Regions from separate parts of the Mus musculus genome. Here regions 1, 3, 4 and 5 are each linked to region 2. A link is a contact called in public promoter capture Hi-C data. All regions are on one chromosome and are shown on one strand. Each heading gives the region's core, a stretch centred on a gene start, on an enhancer-like site or on the middle of the called end of the contact. The rest is flanking DNA. Distances are from core to core; before and after follow the strand shown.

Region 1 (2,700 bases), core at 88-2,587, 2.2 Mb after region 2:
TGCAAACGCCCAGTCCTTCAACCACACTGAAGAGACAACCTAGTGGGGCCCACGGTCGCTCAGGTGAGTCCTGGGGAACGATTTCTGTTTGTTTGGGTTGTACTGGTGTCTTGTCCAGTGACGTCTGGAGTCACAACTGTATGCATCTTTGTTTAAGCTCCACGTGGGTGGGACAGACACCCAGGAGTAGAAGACTTCCTAGCATGCATATAGCCTTGAGCTTTATCCGTACATCCCATAAACCACGTGTGCTCGAGGATGCCGGTCATCCAGGCGGCTACCAGAGGCAGAGGAAGGAGGATTAGAAGTTCAAAGGCTGCCCTCAGCTACTTAATGAGTAAAGGCCAGCCTGGGCTAAGTGAGACCCTATCTCAGAGCGGGGTGGTGCAGTTGCTGGAGAGATGGCTCAGCATTGAAGCTGAACACTTGTTGCCCTCTTAAAGGACCTGGGTTCAGTTCCCAGCATCCACACCGGGGCTGACAATACTCTATAATGCCACTTCTGGGAAATCTGGTACCCTCTTGTGACCCCTTGGGGGCACCAGGCAAACATCCACACTCTAAAATAAAATAAAATAATGAATACGTCTTTTTTCTCTTTTTTATCTAAAGTGAGGGGCTTGAGTAATGGTCAAATATTTGCTTTTGGAGGACTGTGCTCAGTCCCCACAGCTTCAGCAGGGCTCCTGTTTGCAGTATCATACATGACCACCAAACTGCTGCTAGGATGTCCACACCTGTTACTGCAAATTCTAACCCCAGGGAAGAGGTTCCTCCTCCTCTGGGATTTTACTTTAGGTCAAGGTCGGGCTGTCTGGTACGGGGCTGCACCCACCTCGGGCGGGTACAGCCACACAGGAGCCTTTTCCCAGACCGTCGGCCTCAGGTCACCGTCCCACCCCCAAGGATTGACATACCTGGGCCAACCAAGCTCAAGTCACTGGAAACGCTCCTCGGGAGGAAGGAGCTTGTGCGTGCTTCCGTCTAGTCGTTGGGGGATGTGGTTCATTTCCTGGGTGGGGAAATAAAAAGACAATTTAATACAATTCTGTGTAAGCGGACGAACCCGTGCGGCGCCTGCAACACAGAAGCAGCCAGTGCCCCGCCGATGGCGGCCCGGGCCTAGGGCCTTCCTACAACTCCAGCCCATCCCGCGATCGCGTGCCGGCCCGGGGTCAGCCTCCTCCCATGGGAGTCCCGGGAGAGGTTTCTGAATCCCACGATCGCCTTCGGGAGGCTCCACGGCGCCCCCGAGCCACGCTGCGCAGGATGCATCCCCTCTGCACGGAGCACGCGAGTTCTCCTCCCCGGCGGAACCAGCTCTGCAAATGCACTTCCGGCCGGAACTGAAGATTTACCATCGAGACGGCCGCTAGAAGGTCGCTCTGGCCTTCGGGTCATCCAGGTCGGCCTTAAAGGGGCCGCGTTCTAGACGCGGTTAGAGCGGCCAGAGTTCCACGCGGCGGTGGGACCTCGTCTACAGGGGCGCAAGCGGGAGGGACTCCCTACTCTTGGGCGGCAGGAGCTAGCCTAGCCACTGACCCTTTATCAATCACGCAGCCCTGTGCAGACCAAAAAGTTGACTTTCCCGAGCCCAGTCAGCCCTGTTGTGGCAAAGGCAGTTGAAACCCAGCTGGTTCTGTTGCAAACCTGTGTGTGACCTTCCATCACAGTATAAACCCATAGGTGGTATCAACTGATACCCGTTGACGTCAGCACCCTCTTGATCCAAAGGCTTCCCAAAATCGCACCTCTGACCTGACCGCCGCAGGACTGTATCTAGAATCATGCCTTCAGCAGAGACCTCCCGAGGAACATGACACCGTGGTCCAGCAAAGGGTTAGTTAGATCTGTGATGTGGCATCTCTGGGCTAAGACCTCCAACCTCCAAAGTGGCATCCAAGTCCTGCATGCAGGTCCAGGTTTCAATCATCCCAAGGTATCCCAGGGGCCAATGGGAAATCCCACGAAAAAAAATTGATCAATAATGCCAGGGCCAAGTCGGTGCTATGTAGTAATTTCCTCCGAAACATCTCACCCGGAGGGAAGCTTGAGAAAGTGCGATCCGGATAGTCCTTAAGACTCTAAGACTCGGAAAATAAGTGACAAGTCTCAAAAAATTCCTAAAGCTTACCAGATTCACAAGGCCCCGCCCTCCTTAATGAGGAGAGACCCTCCGAACTTGTGGAATTAGCCCCAAATCATGCAGAGAGCTCCAGTTTCCAGCTCTCCTGAGCTGTCACTCATGCTGGGCTAGGCTCTTAGTAATGTGAGTGTCTTTGGGCTATCCGTGCTCCTGTGAGTAACCCCAGAAAACTGGCCACTTCATGGGGGCGGGAGGGGCATTTGGTGTCATTGTTACTTTGGTCTGTCATTTAGTAAACAAGGTGGTCTCATCTCCCTAGGGAAAGTGTCACACAGCCATTACCCCTACAGCTGTGGCTCCTTCTAACTGGAATCAAGATCATCTTCAGGTCAGCTAGAGGCGCGGGGAAAGGCAAGGAGAGGGTGCACTCTGTATTTTCAGTAAATGAAGAAAATGACACACGAACCTCATTGAGATGAATGAAGGGTTTTTGCATGTTTCACTGTAATGTGAATCCAACCACTGAATACAGACTCCCCCTTTGAAGGCTATTTTATTTATTTATTGAGATGAGTCTTGTGGATGTAAAAACACAACTGTGGGAAGCCACATGT
Region 2 (2,700 bases), core at 3-2,502:
CTATAATTAGACTCATTTCAACAGGCAGTATGAAATGGAGACTTTCCATTCTTTTCTTAGGAGGTCATTAAAATCCACGTGTACTTTACAGCAGAGATTGCAAAACCACCCTTAAAGTCAGGCTTGCCAAACTGCATGAGCACCAGGAATAAATCCTTGTGGAGTGAGAAGGCAAGAGAACTTGGAACTCAGTTGTTTAGTCCCAGAAGGGTGGCCAGCTCTGTGTCTTCAATCGTTTACCTGGTCTGGACAAATCCTGATACCAGAGCAAGAGCAGAGCTCTCTAGGGAAGGAGGTGATAACTTGTTTTATTTATTTATTTATTTATTTATTTATTTTTGGGCGGACATACTGCAACCCACAACTTCTCCATGAAAAGATAATCTGGTTATAACGAAACATATCTACACAAAATGAGGTTTCTTATAGTAGCTTTAAAAGATTTGTGTTAGTGTGTGTTTGTGTGAGTGTGGCCCCCACAGAGGCCAGAAGTACTGGATCGCTTGGAGCTGGGGAAGACAGGCTGTTGTGAGTCACACGGTCTAAGCGCTGGAGCATAACAAGGTTCCCTGGAAGAGGAGTAACGGCTCTTAACGATTTAGTCATCTTTCCTCAAAAGCAGAAAAAAGGAAAGAGGCCAAGTGCAAATGAATGTTTGCTAGAACTCGGGGTACGGCTCGATCCACCCTCAGAAACAAACAAAACAGACAGACAGACGTGCCCCAGTAAGGAGCAAAGCCCTTGTGGAGCCTACGTTGAAAATCAGGATTCTTCAGAGTGACTGGGGTCAGCGGCTCTGAAGGATTCTCAGATGTGATGGCAGCTTAGGCGGCCCCTGCTCTCCCCTCGGTCCCCACTGATTTCCCCAGCCACCCCGGGCGAGCAGCTTGATTCTCCCGCCGCTTAGCGCTGCGGTTGCCATGGCAACGCAGTCAGCTGCGAAGGAGCGCGGAGCCCATCGGGCGGTGCCATCTTCCCTTGCCCCGTACCCTCGGGGACACCCTGGCGTCCGTCTTGCTCCTCCCAGAGACCCACATCCCTATCCCGAGCCGGCTGCGGACATCCAAGGAGCCGAGAGTACGGAGAGCCGCAGGCGCTTAGCGACGGCAAGCCCAGCCTCTCGCCGAATCCCGCGGAGCGCGGAATATCGCGAGACCTGGAGCGCCGTGCCTTCCGCCCCTCTTGACGCTCTTCCGCGGCGCTGCGGCGCGTCACTTCCTCCCGACCGGGCCGGCGGCGCGCGCCTTACATCCGGTTCCCGCCGCGGCTTGCAGTTGTCTTTCTGCGGAATCCGGATCATGGCGGCTAACGCCACGATGGCGACGTCTGGCTCGGCGCGGAAGCGGCTGCTCAAAGAGGAGGACATGACCAAAGTGGAGTTCGAGACGAGCGAGGAGGTGGACGTGACCCCCACGTTCGACACCATGGGCCTGCGAGAGGACCTGCTGCGCGGCATCTACGCCTACGGTGGGGCGCGGGCCTCGAGGCGGGGGAGGTTGGGGGCCGGGCCCCGGTAGGACGGGGTTAGGCCCGGCGGCGACGAGCGGCTCCGCCCCAGAGCTCCGGCCTGCTCCCCCGGGGCTGCAGTCAGCCAGGCTCTTCAGTGGCTCGTGTAGCGAGCGGATCGCCATGTGTGTCCCCCGAGGTGCCCCGAGCTTTGATGGGGAAGTCGCGGCTCTAAGTCTGGTGGGTTCTCGCCTTAGGGAGTTTAAAGCTTTCTAGGGAGGCGAAAAACACGAAGCCAAAGTGCTTCAGGCGGTGGGAATTGGGAAAACAAGAGAATGAGCAGCTGGGTAGAGTAGGTAGATTGGTAGGGGACAGTTAAAAGAGCCGAGAGAGAGCTCCCAGAGGCGTTCATAATCACCAGGGTGACCCTGGCTTCTCGAAGCCATGGCCAGACCTGTGCCAGGAACAGAAAAAGAACCCCCTGTCATGTTTTAAACGCCTGGGTAAAGATTTTGAGATTCATTCCTAAATACCGCTGGAAGCCACTGCAGGGCTCTAAGCAAAATTGACAGGATCGGGCTTACAGTTTGAAAGTTTATCTTGGTGTCTGGATTTGGAGTTAGAAGAGGAGGCGGGGGTGATGGCCGGACTGTAGAAGAGAGATGCTGATGTTGTCGTTGAGTTGGAGCTGGATTTTTTTTTTTTTTTTTTTTTTTTGAGTGAATGGTCGGTCATGCTGCTGGTGTGTGTTTAGGAGCATTTAAGGGAGGCCAAATGAGCTTTGTCTTTTTGTTTCTGTCCTTTTCTTTTTTCCTTTTTTTTTTTGAGACTTTCTCTTTGGAGCCCTGGCCGTCCTGGAATTCTTTGTAGACCAGGCTGGCCTCAAACTCAGAGATTCCCTGCCTCTGCCTCCCAGATGGTGGGGTTAAAGGTGTGCCACACCAAGCCAGGATTGTTGTTGTTGTTGTTGTTTTGAGGTAGGGTCTCTACCTAGCCCTAGCTGCCCTGGAACTCACTAGACCAGGAAGATTGGTCCCTCCCATTTTTAATGATACCCAGCTTGGGTTTTCGGTAATCCCAGATGTAGGCAAGTTGGCAGCCAAGAATAGCATTACAAGTCCTGTGTTGAGCTGGCAAGTGTCACTAGCTACATCTTAAAAGAGTGTAAAAATAAACTACAACAAGCCAGTCTCACAGCTTTAATCCCAGCACTTGGGAGACAGAGGTCAGTCTACAAAGTGAGTTCAAGATAGC
Region 3 (2,718 bases), core at 129-2,628, 2.6 Mb after region 2:
TGGTGGCTAAAGGGGAAACCAAACTCACTCAAGTCAACCAGACACATAGATGCAGTGGCACACGCATATACAAAAGAAACAGAACCCACTCACTGAACGTCAGTTTACTTAGCAGTTGAGTGAGGAACAATTTTGTATTCACCAATGTTAAATGCAGCTTGTGAGAGTGCTGAGTAAGGAGGACCACGCCCTCCTCTGGACAATCAATCCCCAACAACCTCTAACCCCACCCCCACCCCAAACCTAACAACCAACCCTTCCCAGCTACCACAACCCCTGCGACTCTATGAAGCTCTTACCAGGCGCAGGCATCCTGAAGGCCCTTGTGCACCACCACGCCTTTCCATGATGCTTCCTGGAGACAACACCTCCGTCTGAAGGAGTAATAAAGAGATCCCACTTCATTCTAACAGAAGCAACCTTACTGTGGTCATTCTCAAAACAGACCTCAAAACGTCGAGCCTCAGTAAACCATGACTCTTCACAAAAGTGTCATTTCAGACAGGGATAACTTAAATCATCCTCAGCTCAACCAGCAAGAGGCCCCCCAAACCCCCCAGTGCCAACCCAACTCATTTTTGGAAATCCGGTTCTGGCAACCACGTTGAGTTGCAGAACGACACTCTATAGCCCCAAATTACACCGGCACAGACCCTCTTCTGGACTTGTTTGGAACCCTTACCGACACGGGCTGCAGAGGGCTCAACGCGCATTCTTCTGGCTGAACTTGAGAACTATGTCTGAGGCAGATGCCCACCATCTACCTATGCCTTCTGACGGGTGGACCACACCGAGCCCGTTGGCTTTCAGGGATCCAGCCATTACTTCTGAGACGGAACCTGCATCTTGTCTCCCGAGTGCCAAAAGGCAATGCCTTCGGGGAAGGAGAAGTTATGCCGCGTTAGAGCTAACGGCTTTCAGTTTTCAATCCCGTTCATGACAATCTGTAGTTAGCAGGAGTCACTCGTGTTCACTTAAGGCCACCACCCTCAATGGAGACCCCAGGGAAGACAGAGCTGAGCACATGGCTGGCTTTGGGTCACAGAGAGAAGACCGCTCCCCGCCCCAAGAGAAGGGAGATCGAAGACCAAAAAGGGCTTCATCCCGTCCGCATCAAACGTCTCGCAGTCTGGGGAGCATTTCCTTAGACAGCATCTCAGACCTCCTAAGGCCCACAATAGCAAAGGAAAGGGCTGATCGTCGACACGTCACCTCCGGAGAGAGCAAGCGTGTCGACGGTATGTGTAGGAAAAACCTCATCTTCCCTTTTCCACAACTTACCATCACCCAAAGCTTAGGCCTTTCAGGGAGAACACCACAGACCCGCGCGGCCATAACTTCCAAACACGCGGCAGAGGACCTCGGAAAGGACGAGATCGCGCTTGCGCGCAGTCTTCCCGTTTTCCCTCCCCTCCGCAAGTCTCGCCGGAACTCTCGCGATGTCGAGAATGGTTTGATGGGAAATGTAGTTCTAAATCTACCGTTGCCAAGAATGGGTCGTCTCACCTCACATTGAGTGAAGAGAAAGGGGTAAGATGGTGGCAGCCACCAGGGGCAGCAGAGGGTTCGGGGTAAGGAGCTTGGACTGTGAACTTCGGCGGTCCCCCGCTAAGTCTGGGGAGGTGGAGAATGTTCGAGGGTTCAGGGACCGTTGAGGAAACTGAGGCTCGTTAATTGTGCTGCAGATTTTTATCTGGGGTGGAGAAATGTCACTTGGCTTAGTTCCTTAGTGAAGTCCAGGGAGAGTCCCAGGGAATGGGCAGAAGCTTTTAAGATGGGGGCGAGAGCGGGTTCCGGCGGCAGGGGGCACTCGAGAGCTGCAGGGGCGACCGTCAGTAGCAGCAGCAGCAGCCCCAGGTATTCGCCTGCCTGTGGCACTGTTCTCACAGGGAAGATACAATGAAATCGGCGCTGAGGACTAGCCGGTATAAGTTGGAGATAAAAACCATTTTAATAGAGGGGTTTAGTGTGAGGATTAGGAGAAAGAGAAGCGCTCAAGAAGAATGCATACCCAGGGTGGGAACTGGCTCAAGGAGAGTTGCAATTGATTGTGTTAGCCATGTATAATTCTAGTAGCTCGTGAGTTACATCTTAAAAGGTTGCTAGGAGACACCCCCTCCCCACTTTCTTGCTATCTTGGTAAGTGAAATAAGTGTGCTGGCCCCAGAGAAGCGTTGGATGGAACTGTAGGCACAAGTCGCTAGGGGTTGCATGGGGGTGGGGGTGGTGTAATTGGTGAGGGTCGCTGAAAAATTGTAGTTTAATATCTGGGAAGGGCAAAAGGGCCTTCAGCAGTTGGTAATTATGCCAGAATTCTTGTTTCTCTGTTGGCAAGAGACTTGACAGGATTCCTGAATGAGGGACCCTCTTCCTCTATCGTGGGCGTGTTTTCCATGTCTTTCGATCCTGCCTCGTTCGTTTAGAGTATCATTTTGCATGGGGCATCTTGACTTCATTTTTAAATAGGACAAAATGGCAAGGCAGGGCCAGAACTTATACCTATTTACAAGCTAGTTTAAATTTACAAGATCTAGAGCCTTTTATTCACAACCCTCGCCCGGTCCTCCAGTCCTCCTCAAATGGAACTCTGTAGCATTTAGCCTGTATCATCTTTTTAATGTGGAAATCTGTTACTCACTCTTAATGACCATATCCGTGTATATTTCTCTCCTTTAATTTAATTGTGAGTCCTTTTGGGGGGAGGGAACTCTCTTAATA
Region 4 (2,700 bases), core at 62-2,561, 2.1 Mb before region 2:
GCCAGACATTTCCCTAGAGATGAAGCCCTTGTCACTCCTTGCCAACAAAAAAACAAAAACCAAAAACCAAAACAAAGCCACCACAACATTCTGGCGTTATAAAGGCTCAAGTATAGGTCTCTCTTCTGGTCCTGCTGCTTAGGAAGCTAGACCCTATGAGAGATTAAACAACAGGAAAACTGAAATAAGATAAAGCTTGGATACCCTAAGTTTTTATTAGTGATTTACAATGTCTTAACATTTTTTGAGTCTCCAGATACATAATAACAATGTCCTTAGAGAAGCAGGAGTGTAGCCATCTGAGCCACTGAAGGCCTGAAGCTGGGGTCATCCAGCCCTGTGGAGATGAGGTGAATAGATATCCAGAGAGGCAGGTGAGTGTGTAAGCCAGTGAAACCCGAAGGAACAAGGCCTCCTTGACAGTGGCCAACTATCAAGACATCCTGCCAGGACCTTCACAGCCACCTTATTGTTGTGCAAATGTTCTCACAGATGGTGAGACCGTTTAGGGCTTGAACATTCATGCCTCAGCTGCCCTTTCTTAGGTTCATAACTAGAGAGATGAAAGGACAGTCCCTGAAGTGGTTTCCCCTCCCCTCTTCAGTGCTGATGGGATGAATGGTGGGCTGTGTGGGACTAGGGTCCTTCTGCTTAAGCTTCTTGAATCCTAAGACGCTACAAGTCTTCATTTGGGGGAAAGGATGGTAAACAGGTAAGGGGAGAAGCCAGTGAGGAGAGAGGGAACCAGAGAATGAATTGTAGTAGAGAGGAGAAAGCACCAGCTTCCAGAGCCATCCCAGACCCCTGTAAACAGAGCACCCCAAACAACAGTCGCGAGGTCTGGGGATCTTTTCTGTGAGGTTATGTCCTATTATGTCTCTTTGGAAATTTGTGTCTGTGAGAGGACGTGTCAGATGGTTGGGAAAGCTCGGGAAGAAATAGGGGATAGTCTGTCTGTGTTTGTCTCTCGGGGAAAATGCAGGTACCATTACACGAAGGCTGCTTCTGGTCGAACACGATGTGTATCGTGGGAACGCGGTGAGGGTTTCAGGAGACTGTGTTGTGGGCAGGAGCGTTGGCGCAGTCTCTTCTCTGCCCTGTCCTTGGTCCCATCAGTCCTGCCCTGCTTGTGTGAGTGCGGGGCACCCAGCTCTCTCCGCAGCTTCCCCTCGGCTGCGTCCTGCCCCGCCCCTTATGGACGCGCCCGGCGAGCCCTCGCCACCTACTTCCCGCCACCTACTTCCCTGCAGTGGACGCGTCTGTCCCTCGGCGCTTGCTGGTTGCGCGCACGCGCGCCCACAGATCCGCGCGCACTGATGACGCAGCACTGACGACACACGCACGACGCAAGTCCCCAGGACCCTGGCTTCCGGCCGCGGCGGCCCTAGCGCCGCGCGACCGGAGAGATCGCCTGGTTGCGAGCGGTATGCGGTGCTGAGGAGCCACAGTCCCTACGACGGCGCCATGAACCTCCTGCCGTGTAACCCTCACGGCAACGGGCTGCTGTACGCCGGCTTCAACCAGGACCACGGTGAGACCCCGGGCCCAGCTCCGTGGTAACACCCCAGCCCTTCCGGGAGACCCCGACCCAACGCTACCGCGACCGCAGGGCCCCGGAGCTGTCGCGAGCGTCCCCCGGACCCTAACCGGAGACTCGGTCGCGCCCTGAGAGCTCAGACTCTGGCGGCTCTTTCAGGAAATCTCCGAACCGCTCTGTAGGGAGGACCCCCCCCCCCCGCGGTCCTTTCCAGCCCGGGCACCCATAGCGGGGAGAAACACCCACCCCACCCCACCCCTCCGCGCGCTGCCGCCGCCCGGGTCGGCGGGCAGTGCCACTTTTTTACCGGGTACCTAAGAACCCGCAGGCTTACTGCTGGGCGTCAGGGTCTCCAGCGCTTACGTTGCCAGCGGGTGGCGTAGCGGGACCTGCCCGTCGCGGGGCGGCAGTTTGTCGTGGTTCTTGCGGCTGGCACCTTCGTGGAGTGTAGGTTCTTCGCCTTGATGTCTTAGCTGTACGCCTCTCCCTCCCCTCTGGTATTTTCTTCTGTTCTGTAGGATGAAAGGACTTACATGATTTGCGTTCCCGTGACTGCCTCTTGCCTCTTGAGTTTGGGGTCTTGGAGAAGGTATTCTTGCTTCCAAGATAATGGGCGGGAACCCCTCTTAGTGGGGATTATATCCCCGAGACGCTTTTTCTGCGTAACCCTCACTGTCCTGGAACTCACTCTGTTGACCCTGTCTCTGCCTCCCGGGGTGCTGAGATTAAAGGAGTGTGCCACTATGTCAGCTAACTTCCCTTTTCTAAATCTCCTCAAGGGAAAAGGGTAAAGGCTGATACTCTGGGCTTCTAAGAGTTATAACATCTTAGCTTTCCGTATGTAAAATTTCGAGGTGCTGTAGCAAATGTATGACTTACTGTCTTGGAAAGTGAACTTAACTTGATTTTTGTTATTGTTGGGACTGGATCTTGCTCTCCTGTTCAAGCTTATCTTAAGCTGTGCTCCAGGAATCTTCCCTTCACAGTCCCTGGAGCAAGTGGGATTGCATGCTCACTCTATTGCCCCTGGCTAAGAAGATGAGTTTTTTTGATTTTTATGTTTATTTTTATTTTTGAGACAATTGGCACTGTGTATCTCTGGCTGTCCTGGAACTCCCTAAACCTCCTTAAAAATGTTCACCACCTGGCTGTTTTTATTTTTG
Region 5 (2,700 bases), core at 87-2,586, 2.4 Mb after region 2:
CAGAGTTTAACATTCACAAAAATTAAAGTAACTATGGTCCATACTCAAATTGCAAGCCGCATCTGAGTATTAAACGAAAGTGTTTAACACCACGTAAACGCGAAATATCTGATACACAAAATTAAGAAAACGAGAAAGGGTAGGCTGAAAAACAGGAGGTGCAATCTTGGCGTGGTAGCGGACATAAACGTTTATTGTCACAGCTGGAATGCATTCAGACGGGCATTCAAAGGAAGGAGTACAGATTCCAACTCACCGCCACATTTCCACAAGTCTGAAAGGCGGTGAACATAAACATAAAGGCAACTCCTAAAATAACGATGTTGAAAAGCTTTTTAGACTCCGGGGACATTTTGGCTCCGCTTGCTCAGAGGCCAGCAGCGGCCCAGGACAGTCACCTCTTCTCCTCCAGTCGAACCCCCTGACAGCCCTGAGGGAAGAAACCAGATGAGAGAACCACGAAGCCAGACTGCCGATTTCCAATCTTGGGATGGGAATCGTGGGTTTAAGGGAAATCTCTCCCCACCGGTACAGTCGGGACCCTCCGGGGACGCGACCGAGTGCAGAGGAGACCCGGGGTCTACCCGCCGCAACTCCAGTTGCAGGGAACGGGATCCGGGGCAAGGACGAGCAGTAGCAGCTGCTGGGGCCCGCCCTCCCGGCCTGACTCACAGCAGATCACGAGACCGGTCAGCTGACCAGAGTCTGGTCGCAGCGCCCGCCGGGAAATGTAGTCCCGGCGCCCCGTGGGGGGAGGGGAGGGTACGGCCGCACGCTGTGGCTAGCGCGTACTTTAGGTCTACACTACCCGTCCCTTCGTAGAGAGCAAAGGCCCCGAGAAGTGAAACCAAGGCAGCGAGCCTCAGTCAGGAGCGGCGGGAGAGGGGAACGTGAGGTGGCCCCGGGACACAGAGAGGCAAAAGAGAGCGCAAGAACCGGCTCTGACAGGCGGGACTGAAGGCTGGGCGGAACGGCGCGTGGAGCCCGGGCATTGGCGTGGGGAAGGGGCGGGGCTCTGGTGGGGCGCGCTTCCTCTTTCTCCCTCCATAGAGCCTCGTTCTTCCCCTTCCCCGCGCTCTCGCGGACGCACCCACGGTAGAGCATTTGGCGGGCTTTCTAACTGCCTTCTCTGGCTGCTCCCCCGCCCCACCGCAGTGACTGCGCGCTTTCCGCCCGCCCGCCGCGCGGTGCGCAGGCGCACCTGGGAGGGGCGGGGCGCGCGGCGGCGACGTTACGCAACACGGCCGAATGGGCCAATCAGGAGATTCATTTCCGGGTGGCGCGGGCGCCATTTTGTAAGGGTGGGTATAAATGCGCGCTGGGGCCCGCCCGCTCGCTTAGTTGCTGCTCAGGCGTCCGTCAGGTTCGGGTGCTCTGCGGCGGCCTTGCGGCTCCCTCCCTACCCACGAGGACTGTAGCTACCGAGCGCCTGACGGAGCTGCGTTTCCGGAGAGCGAGGGCCTGTCCGGGGCGTTAGGGTCTCGGCGCCGCTTCGCAGCCATGAGCTACGGCCGCCCGCCTCCCGATGTGGAGGGCATGACCTCCCTCAAGGTGGACAACCTGACCTACCGCACCTCGCCCGACACCCTGAGGCGCGTCTTCGAGAAATACGGGCGCGTCGGCGACGTGTACATTCCGCGGGACCGCTACACCAAGGAGTCCCGGGGCTTCGCCTTCGTCCGGTTCCACGACAAGCGCGACGCCGAAGACGCCATGGACGCCATGGACGGGGCGGTGCTCGACGGCCGCGAGCTGCGGGTGCAGATGGCGCGCTACGGCCGCCCGCCCGACTCGCACCACAGCCGCCGGGGCCCGCCACCCCGTCGGTACGGCGGCGGCGGCTACGGGCGGCGGAGCCGCAGGTGAGCGGGGCCCGGGGCGGAGCGGGAGGCGGACGGGCACAAAGGTACGCGGAGCACGTGGAGCCAGCCCCTCCCTCGCGGCCGGGGTGGCAGCAGGGCCGGGCCACTCCGTGCGAGACCCCGCCTCGCGGCAAGGGAAATGGCGCCTGGCAGCCAGATAATGGCGGCGGGGCGGGCGGGGCGGGACCGGCGGCCTGCAAGCTCACCCTGTCGCTTCGTTCACGTCCCACTCGCAGCCCTCGGCGACGCCGGCGCAGCCGATCTCGAAGCCGGAGTCGGTCCAGGTCGCGAAGCCGCTCCCGCTACAGCCGCTCCAAGTCTCGGTCCCGCACTCGCTCGCGCTCCAGATCAACCTCCAAGTCCAGATCTGCCCGAAGATCCAAGTCCAAGTCCTCCTCCGTCTCCAGATCCCGCTCGAGGTCAAGGTCCAGGTCGCGATCGAGAAGCCCTCCGCCCGTGTCGAAGCGAGAGTCCAAGTCTAGGTCGCGGTCCAAGAGCCCACCCAAGTCTCCAGAAGAAGAGGGAGCAGTTTCTTCCTAAGAAAATGGTAATGTCTGCGGGAATCTGAGACACGCCCTAACTCCCGTGGGGTATGGAGTAGGTTTTTTGAGCCTTGTTAGCATAAAGACTCCTGGTGTTAAGAGTACTACTGCTCTGAAGTTACTCAGCTTTGGGAGTGATGCTGAAGAGGGGTCTGCAGAGAGGATTGTGTAAAGCTTAGATAGTAATGGCTGTTTCATGCTGTTTGAGACCTATTAATGAAAATGACTATTTCTTGCTGTTTTTATCCAACGTCTGCATTTTCCCCCTTTAAAGCTGCGGTCTCCTGTTTTATCAA

Evidence for each region. Promoter capture Hi-C pulls out the DNA fragments that hold promoters and counts their contacts.
Region 1: a promoter capture Hi-C map of pre-B cells shows a contact between it and region 2, with 2.0 times the contacts expected there. The contact joins the promoter of Snhg20 here to the promoter of Eif4a3 in region 2. A contact is called at or near these places in 3 of 39 promoter capture datasets (liver, maxillary cranial neural crest and pre-B cells) and 1 of 484 Hi-C or Micro-C datasets (CD4 T cells).
Region 3: a contact with region 2 is called in a promoter capture Hi-C map of pre-B cells, with 5 times the contacts expected there. The contact joins the promoter of Snhg16 here to the promoter of Eif4a3 in region 2.
Region 4: a promoter capture Hi-C map of pre-B cells shows a contact between it and region 2, with 5 times the contacts expected there. The contact joins the promoter of Wdr45b here to the promoter of Eif4a3 in region 2.
Region 5: a contact with region 2 is called in a promoter capture Hi-C map of pre-B cells, with 4 times the contacts expected there. The contact joins the promoter of Srsf2 here to the promoter of Eif4a3 in region 2. A contact is called at or near these places in 2 of 39 promoter capture datasets (erythroid cells and pre-B cells) and 1 of 115 datasets of contacts at active chromatin or transcription factors (astrocytes).

Annotation. Positions count from the first base shown.
Region 1 is chr11:117,075,420-117,078,119 of GRCm38.p6, reverse strand. It overlaps Snhg20 (small nucleolar RNA host gene 20), which reads right to left and starts at 1,337. Exons shown (of 2, transcript NR_027059.1): 1 at 918-1,337. It overlaps Mir6516 (microRNA 6516), which reads right to left and starts at 772; the gene lies at 663-772.
Region 2 is chr11:119,298,595-119,301,294 of GRCm38.p6, reverse strand. It overlaps Eif4a3 (eukaryotic translation initiation factor 4A3), which reads left to right and starts at 1,252. Exons shown (of 12, transcript NM_138669.1): 1 at 1,252-1,467. The coding sequence starts at 1,299.
Region 3 is chr11:116,670,320-116,673,037 of GRCm38.p6, reverse strand. It overlaps Snhg16 (small nucleolar RNA host gene 16), which reads right to left and starts at 1,378. Exons shown (of 5, transcript NR_027821.1): 1 at 1,282-1,378; 2 at 683-874; 3 at 300-374. It overlaps Snord1c (small nucleolar RNA, C/D box 1C), which reads right to left and starts at 533; the gene lies at 456-533.
Region 4 is chr11:121,353,058-121,355,757 of GRCm38.p6, reverse strand. It overlaps Wdr45b (WD repeat domain 45B), which reads left to right and starts at 1,311. Exons shown (of 10, transcript NM_025793.3): 1 at 1,311-1,531. The coding sequence starts at 1,465.
Region 5 is chr11:116,851,730-116,854,429 of GRCm38.p6, reverse strand. It overlaps Srsf2 (serine and arginine-rich splicing factor 2), which reads left to right and starts at 1,336. Exons shown (of 3, transcript NM_011358.2): 1 at 1,336-1,862; 2 at 2,099-2,409. The coding sequence starts at 1,501. The coding sequence ends at 2,402. Mfsd11 (major facilitator superfamily domain containing 11) reads right to left here and starts at 430. Exons shown (of 13, transcript NM_178620.4): 1 at 257-430. The coding sequence starts at 352.